Linked DNA regions of Mus musculus: region 1 is linked to region 2. Evidence: chromatin contacts called from public HiChIP or PLAC-seq data. All regions are on one chromosome and are shown on one strand. Each heading gives the region's core, a stretch centred on a gene start, on an enhancer-like site or on the middle of the called end of the contact. The rest is flanking DNA. Distances are from core to core; before and after follow the strand shown.

What was found. HiChIP or PLAC-seq counts read pairs in DNA pulled down with a chosen protein or histone mark.
Region 1: an H3K4me3 HiChIP or PLAC-seq map of forebrain shows a contact between it and region 2, with 6 times the contacts expected there. The contact joins two enhancer-like sites. A contact is called at or near these places in 7 of 484 Hi-C or Micro-C datasets (the G1E-ER4 cell line, cerebellum, cerebral cortex and 1 more), 5 of 115 datasets of contacts at active chromatin or transcription factors (differentiating embryonic stem cells, embryonic basal ganglia, embryonic midbrain and 2 more) and 1 of 9 other capture datasets (embryonic stem cells).

The regions. Positions count from the first base shown.
Region 1 is chr4:137,299,355-137,304,993 of GRCm38.p6, forward strand. Wnt4 (wingless-type MMTV integration site family, member 4) reads left to right here. Exons shown (of 5, transcript NM_009523.2): 5 at 1-147. Among named protein-coding and RNA genes, the nearest start is that of Wnt4, 25 kb to the left of the region's middle. Within about 2 kb of position 2,502, at least 19 of the 459 cell types and tissues checked have an H3K27ac peak or open chromatin away from gene starts, as enhancers often do. A contact at or near this core is called in cerebral cortex and forebrain, where this site is marked.
Region 2 is chr4:136,635,839-136,641,721 of GRCm38.p6, forward strand. Lactbl1 (lactamase, beta-like 1) reads left to right here. Exons shown (of 8, transcript NM_001243262.1): 7 at 1-34; 8 at 1,262-2,272. The coding sequence ends at 2,246. Among named protein-coding and RNA genes, the nearest start is that of Lactbl1, 16 kb to the left of the region's middle. Within about 2 kb of position 1,688, at least 76 of the 459 cell types and tissues checked have an H3K27ac peak or open chromatin away from gene starts, as enhancers often do. A contact at or near this core is called in cerebral cortex and forebrain, where this site is marked.

The DNA.
Region 1 (5,639 bases), core at 1,252-3,751, 660 kb after region 2:
GCCAGGGCTGGAAAAGCCAGCTCCGGATGCTGCTACTCTACCGTGCTGCCCCACCCCGTCCTCCAGTTTTTATATGAGGCTCCTTGGCATTGTGACATCCCCACGGCATAGTCTGAGATGCACGATAAAAATGGTTATTTCTCTATCTGCCAATTTGTAGCTGTGACTTTCTTTTTTTTTTTTTTAAGAGAATAGGGACCAAAAAAAAAAAAAAAAGAATACTCATTTCCTTTAGCCCAGCAGTGGTGGCGCACGCCTTTAATCCCAGCACTAGGGAGGCAGAGGCAGGTGGATTTCTGAGTTTGAGGCCAGCCTGGTCTACAGAGTGAGTTCCAGGACAGCCAAGGCTACACAGAGAAACTCTGTCTCGAAAAACCAAAAAAAAAAAAAGAGAGAGAGAGAATAGGGAGAAGAGGGATGCTTCGAGAAGCACATGGGTAAAGCAGGTAGTATTTGCTAAGTAAGTATTTATAGAGCAAATTCTGAGTATGGGAACATCCCGCCCCTGCCCTTCTGCCTCTAAAGAACTGGACTGCGGCCTATCAGGACCTACCCAACGTTGTCTGAAACCATCGACAGCAACTTGGTCTACACCTCACTACTCCCATGAACAGCTATGTGAACTTTGCCCTGACTTAATTGATCACTCATTTCAAGTGTTTGTGTGTGTGTGGGGGGGGGGGGGGGGGGTGGGTGGGTGGGTGTGGGGGGGGGAGGGGGTAGAAACCTGATAAAAACAGGTGTTGATCAATGCGGGACATAGGGGACAATGGAACAGAATCGCATTCCCATCTTGAGATGAAGGAACCAGAGACCTGTGGCCAGAAGGGAATTAGAGAAATGAAACCAGTCAAATGAAGGGATGGGGGTGTTTATAGGACAATGACATGACACTGCGCGCGTGCTCGCGTGCACACGCACACATGCGCACGCACACGCGCACACACACAGACCCTGGGAACCCCTATCCTTAGTGGTGAAGTCCTCACTCATTCTCACCGGTCTGTTCCTACTTGAAATGATGAGACATTTCATCAGACACAGCACAGCTGGGCTGCTAACCCAAACACCTGCTGACGCTAGGAGTGTGCTTTCTGAGTGGCAGGCCAATGTGTGTTTGACCAGCAGGCAGGATGAGGTCAGGGGAGGACCTGGGATGGTGGAGCAGAGGGGAGCTCAGAGGAGATTGCAGTCACAAACATGGGGTTTGTGAGAACCGCCATGCTACCATGTCCCTTAGATGACCTGCTGTCCTCTGTGGAGCTCATTTCCTCTTCTGCAATATGGCGCTTCCCACCACAGGCTTCATATGGGGATATATAACAGGATGCGTTTCCTGGAGATATAGTGAAGAAGACAGAGGAATACAAAGCTAAAGGGACACCAGCCGCCCAGAGTTGAGATCATCAGGACCAGACACTCAGGCAGCATCTAGGAAGCTGAGGCCAGAGAGCAGCCTAGAAACTGCTATGAGCCACTCCACTCCACGGTGGTCAAGAAACAGGGGAAAGGAGCATAGTTGGAGGTGCAGGCAGGAACCTCAAAGCTGCAGTGGGCGTGCCGTAGGTGCTGTAGAGTGGATGGCACTCAGCTCCCAGGCTGGGTCATGTCCTGGGAACTCGGGCTCAATGGTGTCTGGGTAGAGTGTGTAGAAGCCGGGCGTGGTGGCGCACACCTTTAATCCCAGCACTCGGGAGGCAGAGGCAGGCGGATTTCTGAGTTCGAGGCCAGCCTGGTTTACAAAGTGAGTTCCAGGACAGCCTGGGCTGTACAGAGAAACCCTGTCTCAAAAAACCAAAAAAAGAAAAAAGAAAAGAAAAAAAGAAAATGCCATAGAGAGCAAACAAGCCCTCCTCCACGGGATGTATGGCGATACCAAAGGTAGCTCTGGTCAACTCTGCCAATCGAGGCCAAGAATACAAAGGGTACTCATACTAAGATGGGGTAGAAACTGAGTGAGGAGAGGGCGGGAGATAGGGAGGACACACAGGAGGGACAGAGAGGCGTGGGAAGGTGCCGAGGCTCTATGGGTGGCAGCTGCTGTAAGGAGTTCAGCAGATTCTTAGTTCGGAGCAGGAAGTGCTGAGCTTCGACACTGATTCCAAGTGGGGTGAGTATCTAAGAATGCAGGAGAGAATGGTGAGGAGTGTGGCCTGGCCTTCTCCAGGGGGTGACCTCACAGGCACCCCCCATTTCTTCTTGAGTCGATACTGATGACCCCCTACCCTTTTCTCAAGGGTGCAGGCCAAGCAGGCGTTGACAGGGGAGGAGAGAAGGGACCCTTTAGGGCCAGGACCCCAAGGCTGGCATGGTGCCTGCTTAGAGAGAAGGGGACTAAAGGCCCAGCCCTTGTCAGCATCCCGGCCGGCACTTCGGAGGCAATTAGCAGCCCAGCTGAGCTAATCCCCCCGCCTGGCAGGGCCAACACAAACAGGCCCAGGCCGGGTGCACACTCGCCTCCCTGTTTGCTGAGGGGCCCGGTGGTCCGCCAAGAACAACATCTGCAACCCGGGGCCTTCTCTAGGTTAAAAGCGGGACCCAGCCTCACTGAAGGGTTGACAGTGCCCAACAGAGCATGCTCTGGCCAGATGCCCGCGCTGCCCCAGAAAGACTGCCGCTGTTCCCATGCTTTGGGCCAGCAGGGAAGAGGAAGCTGGACACACGGAGCGGTGCGTTCTGAGTCAGCACACGCCTCCACCCATGCCACCTGTGAGGGAGAAGGCCTCTGCCATCTTAGCCAGCGGGAGCGGGATCCTTTGGTCTGGCCCAAGGATGCAGGCTCCATGCTGGGTTGGGAGCCAACAGGCAGGTGACCCCAGGCCCTTGCCTTCAAAAAGTTGTCACCAATCTAGTCAAAGAACAGATTGGGTCCTGAAGTGTGGCCAAAATCTAGCCCCATCCGCACCCTCAAGACCTGGTGAGGTTAAAGGTGAATTCCCAAGACAAAGTGGGAAGGCTAGTACATGAGAAGAAACAAGCAGAGACCCAAAGACTGACAAATGGAAGGGAGGAGATGGTGCGGAGGAAGACGGCCACAAGCTGGGGGTTGGGGACAGAGGCTATTCTGTCAGCTTCGACAGCTCGGCTCAGTGATCACTGGGACAGACAAGTCCCTTCTCAGACCCCACTTCTGGATTCCAGACAAGTTTCGCCTTCGTCAGACCTACTAGCTCTGGGACATCAGTTTAGGATCACGCCCTCTACTTTCAGTTTGGTTCTTTCCCTGCCCAAAGACTCCCGCTCCTCACCCACTGCGCCTTCACAGGGCCCTTGTGAGACACACTGGCCACAAAAGGACAACAGCCTCCCGGGAGCTTCCACCTGGGAAAGCGAGGACCACACACACCTCTGATTGGGCCAGGTCACCTTTGGGTCACTGAGTGGGTCACCAGTGCTTGGCACCATGAAAACCACCCACCAGCGTCCGTCTTAGACACAAATAGCTGAACATAAGGATTTCCTGTGAGACAGCGCTGAGGCAGGCATGGTTTCTATGCTTAAGCTGAAGACTGAAGCCCACAGAAGGGAAGACACTTGCTTCAGGACCAAGCCCAGAGCTCTGGCTTTCTGATCAGATGCCAGTTTGTCAGCAGAGGCCTTGCCCAGTGCCACCACACTTGCTTCTGATGCTTCCTAGCCAGAGGGCCACAGAGCCTTTAACCTCCCCTCCCCCCACTCCCTCCCCACAACCCCTACAACACAGCATCATCTATGGCTGTACTGATCTCCATAAGGGAACCTGCACACAGCTTTCTCTTCAAGGCAGAGGGTGAGGAAGCTGGAACAGGAAAGAGGAGCCCTCTGAAGCCGCCACCCAGATGCTATGGCAGACTCTGTCCCCGTTCCAAACTGCCAGATAGACTGTCATGTTCTTGCTTGTAGGACCCAGGGGCTGTCAATCTACCATCTAAACCCTTTACTACTTTTGGGCTACATGACACTTGGCTCTAGAACCACAGATCTCTTAATCCCAAGAGGGTCACGACCCTTTCGCAGGGGGTCACCTAAGGCCACCAGAAAACACAGATATTTATATTATCATTCATAACAGTAGCAACATTACAGTTATAAAGTAGCAATGAAATAATTTTATGGTTGGGGGTCACCACAACATAACGAACTGTATTAAAGGGTCACAGCGTTAGGAAGGCTGAGAACCACTGGTCTAGAAGATTCAGCATAGACTAAGGTATATAGATGAGAGGAGTCCTTTCCCCCTGTAGTTCAAACAAAACAGGAGGTTACATCCAAAACAGATGTTTCGCTGGGAAACTGGGAAACAAACCGTATAAGCCCAGAAACAAGCAGACCCCTCGGCAGGGCTGACTTCAGCTAGCACCTAACTTGAGAATAGAAATACACAGCTTGTCCCCTGACAGCTCCTCGGCCAGCAGCCTGAGAACCTGAAGCAAGTCAGTAATGTCTGGCTCCCTCCTGAAAACAGAGGAGGGCCACGGAGCCAGAGCCAGACTAGGTCTTGAAGTTTGTCTCTGCACATCAATTCTCCATCTCCCCACTATGGAGGACCAAGTGAGGATGACGGTGGAGTCTGCTGGCTGGGGAGACCCCTGAAAGGTACAGATGACAGTCACAAGCCAGTAAGCATCCTGGCCCTTTCCTTATCAGTCAGAAAACGTGTGGTGGGACAGAAAGGGTGGCACTGTGAGGCCCTGGTCTTGCAGGCTCAGCAGGCACTAGGACCAGCAGGGTCTTCTATCTGAATCTCCTTCATCCCCCCCCCCCTTCTTCCATCTTCTAGCCCCTCCTGCAGTATCGACCCCTTGTCACCCCTTCCCAGCCCCATCCCTTTCTTAAAACCATCCATCGCAGGTGATGGAGCCACCTGTGACATGGTGGGCAGCTACCCTCCTCATCACCATGGAGCTGCAGCAGATGGAGCAGAGAAGCGACTGTGACGATGTGGAGCTGTGGATGAAGTCAGGCTGTTCCAAAAAGAGGCTCAGAGCGGGGGCAGCTCAGTCATTCACATCGGAAGGGAGCAAGAAGAGAGAGCCCCAGACCCATGGTAAGAGAAGCCTGGGGCCTAAAGCTGCAGAGATCTGGGTGTGCACCCTTCCTGCCCCATCCTGGCCAGGTGACCTCAGATAGGTTAGCTCCTGTGAGTCTCAGCCTTCCCACTCGGAGCAGCTGAGGGTTGTTATAAGAACCAAACCACAGTGCAGGTCGGTATCCAGAACGTAGTTCCCTCTCCTGTCGTCTTTCGCAAGAGGCCATGCACTGTCCTCCATGTCAGGACAAAGGGCAGAGCTGGACAACGATGGTGGCACCACACACGGACTCTAACGGTGTCCTCGGAGAATCTGGGAGCTAGTCAACGGAACGTGACTGCAGGTTCTCAGTCTGCTTAGATGCCCGTTTTCACCCTAGTTTGGCAAGAATGCCAGGCGAAGGCGGAGAAGAGACTCCCATCCAATTAGCTCTCAAGAGTCTGAACCCCGGCTGGGCGGTGGTGGCGCACACCTTTAATCCCAGCACTCGGGAGGCAGAGGCAGGCGGATTTCTGAGTTCGAGGCCAGCCTGGTCTACAGAGTGAGTTCCAGGACAGCCAGGGCTACACAGAGAAACCCTGCCTCGAAAGAGTCTGAACCTCATCGAGCTTCGGAGGAGGGGGAGGATCT
Region 2 (5,883 bases), core at 438-2,937:
AGGATGATGTCCTGGTGGCTGACCCAGGAACCAGGTGAGGAGCGTGCCCTGAAGTCCAGCCACACATCCTACCAGATGGTCAGAGTCAGGAAGGTTCTGGGGATCGCTGAATAGAGTCCATCAGATACCCAGAAAGACTAAAGCCTGTAGGGGCAAGCATAGCAAGGTTTGGGAGAGCTGGACCCAGAACCCAGGTCTGTTCCAGTCTCCCTGTCCCTCATCAACTGGATTTATTAAGAGTCTACTTGGGGGTTGGAGAGATGGCTCAGCAGTTAAGAACTGGCTGTTCTTCCAGAGGTCCTGACTTCAATTCCTAGCAACCACATAGTGGCTCTCAATAATGGGATCTGATGCCCTCTTCTGGCACACAGGTGTACATGCAGACAGAACATTCTTATACATAAAATAAATAAATCTTAAAAAAACAAAAAAGAATCTACTTAATCATAACATTTGGGAAGCAGAGACAGGGACTAGAGAGATGCAGGCCAGTTTAGGTTACACAATGAGATTTTCTAAAGCAACCAACCAAAACCAAAAACAAGACACCAGAAGCAATCAAGGAGACTGCATCTGGCTACAGCAGCAAACACATCTTAAGTTAGGTTTTTACTGCTGTGTAGAGACACCATGACCAAAACAACTTTTATAAAGGAAAACATTTCATTTGAAGTTCAAATGGCTTACAGCTTCAGAGGTTGAGTCCACTATCATCATAATGGAAAGCAAGGCAGTGTGCAGGCAGATAGGGTGCTGGAGGAGCTGAGAATTCTACATGTTGAGCTGAAAACAGCAGAAGGGGATTGTAATGCCATACTGGGCGGAGCTTATGCATAGGAGGCCTCAAAGCCCACCTACAATTCCTCCAATGAGGCCACACCTCCTCCGATGAGGCCACACCTCCTAATAGTTCTACTTCCCAAGGGCCAAGCAAATTTAATCCACCACAATGACGAAGGCCCTTTTTACAGTTTGCACTGGTGAGGGAGTCACAGCGAAGAAATAAACGACACAAATAGAGTTTTGCCATGATGGATATCAATAGTAAACAGTTAAAGAAAGGTCTGACCTATGAACAGGAAGTTTAGCTTTGCGAACTTGGGGTAGGGAGTGAGGGATAAGACAAGTGGACAGGGCCAGATTTCCCTCTGCTTCGCCAAATACTAGACTGGCCTTGCTTCCTTTCTCTCCCTCCTGGTGCCACCACACTGTCCTGGAGATCATGTAGAGCACCCTATCCTTGCCCCCTTTCTCCCTCCAGATGCCACTACAGCACGCTGGCCTTCTCTCTCCTAGCCCATGTGCTGGCTGCGCACAGGGCACAGGGCGACTATGAGCGCTGGGTGTCTGAGCAGGTGCTGGAACCGCTGGGGATGAGTGACACCGGCTTTGCACTGACAGGAACAGTGCGTGCACGTCTGGCTGCTGGCTTCTATGGCAGCGGCAGGTCCGCCCCGCTCTACGATCTGGGCTGGTACCGGCCATCGGGCCAGATGTACTCGACAGCTGCAGACCTGGCCAGGCTTGCGGCTGCGCTCCTGGGTGCAGGTCCCCGACGGCTGCTACGGCCCGACAGCCTGGCCACATTGCTAGCACCACTACGCGCCTGCGCCCACGGCTACTTTGCTAGTGAAACCGGTACACCCTGGGAGTTCCACGAGAGGCGTGGATACCGCGTGGCGCGCAAGGATGGCGACTTGGACGGCTATGCCGCCAGCCTGGCGCTCGTGCCACCGCTGCGCTTGGGATTTGTGCTGTTGCTAGCCGGGCCTCGCCCTCCCACGCGCGACCTGGTGGCTGACGCCCTGGATACGCTGCTGCCAGCCCTGGAGCGCGCATTGCGAGAGGCTGAGCTTGCCCCCGCGCCCCCGCCCCGCGCGCGCCCGTTCGCTGGCTTTTTCACCTTCGCCAACCGCACCTTCTACGAGGTGCGCGCCGCCGGGCCGCGTGGCGAGCTGCGCTTGCGCCAGTTTGGGCCGCGCGTGGAGGCGCTCGTGCCCGCCGCCTTCCGATCGCTCGCCCTGCGCCACGTGCGCGGCCGCGTCTTCCAGTTGCACGTGGCGCGCGAGTTCCCGTGCGCGCTGCCGCTCGCCGACGCCTGGTTGTCTCTGGAGTCCCAGCACGGCCAGCTGGTGCGGTTCTACCCACTGGATCGCCACGGGTTGGCGCCGGGCTTCGACGTACCGGGCCTCAACACCTACGGAGTGCTGCGCTTGCCACGCAGGCCAGTGTTCAGCTCCCAGTGAGCTGGGCATCCCTACGTGCATGCGCCCACACATGCCTTTGCATTGCCCATGCTTGCAACCCCTATGCGGGCCTCCAGCCTTCCCATGCCCACCTGCAGCTTTCCTTTTATCTGCAGCCTCCCTGTCTCCTCAACCCCCCCCCCCCCAACCTCCCCCTAACCCCATAGCTTCTCATGCTTGCAGCCTCTCTTTCCCCACACTGCCTGACAACCTCTTGCTCACCCCCATCCCCGTGGCAACCTCCTCTGCCTTTGGCCTCACCCCACTTGAGCCTCTTCATACCCGCAACCTCCCTTGTATGGGGATCTATCCCACTCCAGCGGTCCCCTTCCTCCAGCTTCCTACCGGGGCTTGGCAGGGAGACCAACCAGAGGACACAGTAGTTGGCAAAGTGGAGTCTTCTTGGACCACAGCTGGTTTCAAACTCCCCTTACTCACCTGAGAGGAAGAGTTAGTTATACAGGAATTTCAGTAAGCATTTAAACATTTAGGTGTTGTCCAGACCCGATAATACAGACCAGTGCTTGTGTCTGTTGAAAAAAAGGACAAAAGGCCAGGATCGGTGTCTCTTAAAAACTACTCTTATCGGGCTGGGGTGGGGTGTTGCTCAGAAAATAGAGAGCTTGTGCAGGACCCTATAAACACAGTGAGGTGGTTCCCACCTGCGACTCCACGATTGGAGAGGAGGAGGTGGGTGAATCAGAAGTTTCAGGTCACAGGAGACACTTTTAAAAAGAACAACAGTTTTTGTTTCTAATTGAGTTATAATGTGCCTAAAACTAAAGGCACCATCAGGTTTGTTTAGGCATTTATTTAGTAGGCCCGCATATAGAACCCAGGGCACCAAGTGCTAGGGTAAGTGCTTAACTAAGGGAGCTACAGCCCCAGCTTGAGCTGGCCGATTTTACACCCATCCGGGCTATCAAGATACAGAAGAGTCCCGCCATTCCTAATCCACCCGCCTATTCTTCCTTTGTGGTCACTCCCCTCCCTCTGCTCCTCCCCCCAGCTCCAGGCAACCACAGATCAGCCTCCTGTCAGTTTAGATTCTTTTCACCCGCTCCAGAGTTGGTGCGAATGGGAGCACACAGAGGTTTTAGGTACATCTCCTTGGGCTCAGCGTGCTGGTTTTGAGGTCCGAGTCTTTGTGTGTGTCCATAGTTCATCATTGCTTTTTATTCCACGGTATGGCCATGACAGTTTGTCTTTTCACCCGCTGATGGACATTTGGGTTGTTTCCAGAGGGGAAGAGGGGACTGTTTGGAAAAGAGGCCTGCGTGCAAGATTCCTGTGTCCGCAGGCTTTCTGTGTCCGCAGGCTTTCTGTGTCCGCAGGCTTTCTGTGTCCGCAGGCTTTCTGTGTCCGCAGGCTTTCTGTGTCCGCAGGCTTTCTGTGTCCGCAGGCTTTCTGTGTCCGCAGGCTTCCATTGCTTTGGGGCAAGTTTCTAGATGTGACCGCCCGGCAGTTTTCCAAAAGCCTGTGCCTCATTCCTTCCCCACACGGAAATAGGTGGCAATTCTGTTGCCTATACACACACACACACACACACACACACACACACACACACACACACACACACACACACACATATATATGGAGACACTTGGCTCTGTCGGTCTTTTTAATTTTAGCCATGGTAGTTCTGAAATCATATCGCACTATGGTTTTAACTGTATTCTATTTATTGAATTGTAAAAGATATATATGTATGTATAAGATATATATGCACACACCATTTCTCTGGATTCGGTTCCCCCTAGTCTTTGGATTAATTTTGCATTTTCTTTTTTTATGTAAGTCAGTATTTATGTTATGTATTTTGAGACACACTCTCCTGTAGTCCAGGCTGGCCTGGAACACAGTATGTAGCCCATGGTTGACCTTGAACTTCTGACCGTCCTACTTCTACCTCTGAGGATTGAGATTACAGGCATGCACCCCCATACCTTTTTTTTTTTTTTTTTTACATAGTACTGGGCCCAAACCCTCGGGTTTCATGCATGCTAGGTAAGCTATATCCAAGCTAGGTAAGTTCTATCCAAGCTATACACCCAACCCCTGTTCTTCGGAAGGTTAAAGACAATGTTTATATATGTATGTAGTAGTTGGGGTGTGTTCTCATGAGCACTGGTGCCCTAGGAGGCCAGAAGCAGGTGTCAGAGCTGGAGTTACAGGCTGCTATGCACCTGTGGATGTGGGTGCCAGGATCTGAACTCAGGTCTTCTTGCAGTATGAACTCTAACTACTGAGCTCCCCCACACTGGGTATTACAACTTTAAAGACAGGGTCTCACTATGTTGGGCAGACTCTCTTTGAATTGGACATCTTCTTGCCTTGGCCCCCTGGGTTGCTGAGATCACAGTCATATGCCACTCTGACTGGCCCATTTTCTTAAGGATGTACTTTGAAGAGCATTTTGATGGATTCATGCCTGTTTTGAATCTAATGCAAATTTAGGGGTTGCATTTTGTACTACACACATGCACACGTGTGAGAGGTTGAACCCAGGGCCTCATGTGCGGCGCTAGGCAGATGCCCTACCAGTTAGCAGTATGCTCAGCTCCCACGTGTCTTTTAAAAGTTTTGACATTTAATTTTGAGATAACTATAAATCCCTACACAAGTATCAGAAATAACTAGTGTGGCCTTTAGCCGGTTTCTTCTCTCAGCGACATCTTGCAGAATGTTGTAAGGTGGTTGGTCTAATGCAGCCAGAGGTTCTCCTCGGCACTGCAGGAAGTCCTAGCTCCTAGCTACCTCTACCTGCTCCCCAAGCCTCCCCCTTCCCTTCAGCCCCAGCAATCACAGTCTGCTCTGTGGTTCTGGAAGTCTGTCATTTAACACTGTCACACGCTCTGGGATGGAAAGTTGTTCTCTGGCCTCCACATGTGTAATATGATACCTGTGTGTAGACACACACACATATACAAGCATACATATGCGTGCATAGCACACCACATAAATAAGTGGAGGATTTTAAGAAGGGAGGGGGCTAGAGAGATGGCTTCACACTTAAGAGCACTTGCTGCTCTTGCAGAGGACCGGAGTTTGGTTCCCAGCATCCACCTTGAGCAGCTCACAACTGTCTCTAACTATGATGTGTTCTTTTAGTTTCTGTGAATATATCATGCATGGCACACATACACATAAAAATAAATACATTCTCTCCCCCCTCCTCTCTTTTGAGACAGGGTTTCTCTGTGTAGCCCTGGCTGTCCTGGAATTCACTCTGGGACAAGGCTGGCCTCTAATCAGAGATCCACCTGCCTCTGCCTCCCAAGTGCTGGGATTAAAGGTGTGCGCCATGTCACGTCACTCTTGCTCAAATAAAATATATTCTTTTTTTTTTAAAGATTCACTTATTTATTATATGTAAGTACACTGTAGCTGTCTTTAGACAACCCAGAAGAGGGAGTCAGATCTTGTTACGATGGTTGTCAGCCACCATGTGGTTGCTGGGATTTGAACTCCGAACCTTCGGAAGAGCAGTCAGGTGCTCTTACCCACTGAGCCATCTCACCAGCCCCAAAATATATTCTTAAAAAAGGCAATCTCAAGTATTAAATGGAGTTGAAAAATAGGTAAGCTTTGAGGACCTTCCTTCAGCACTTAGTGTGATTTTTAAATTATTTTATGT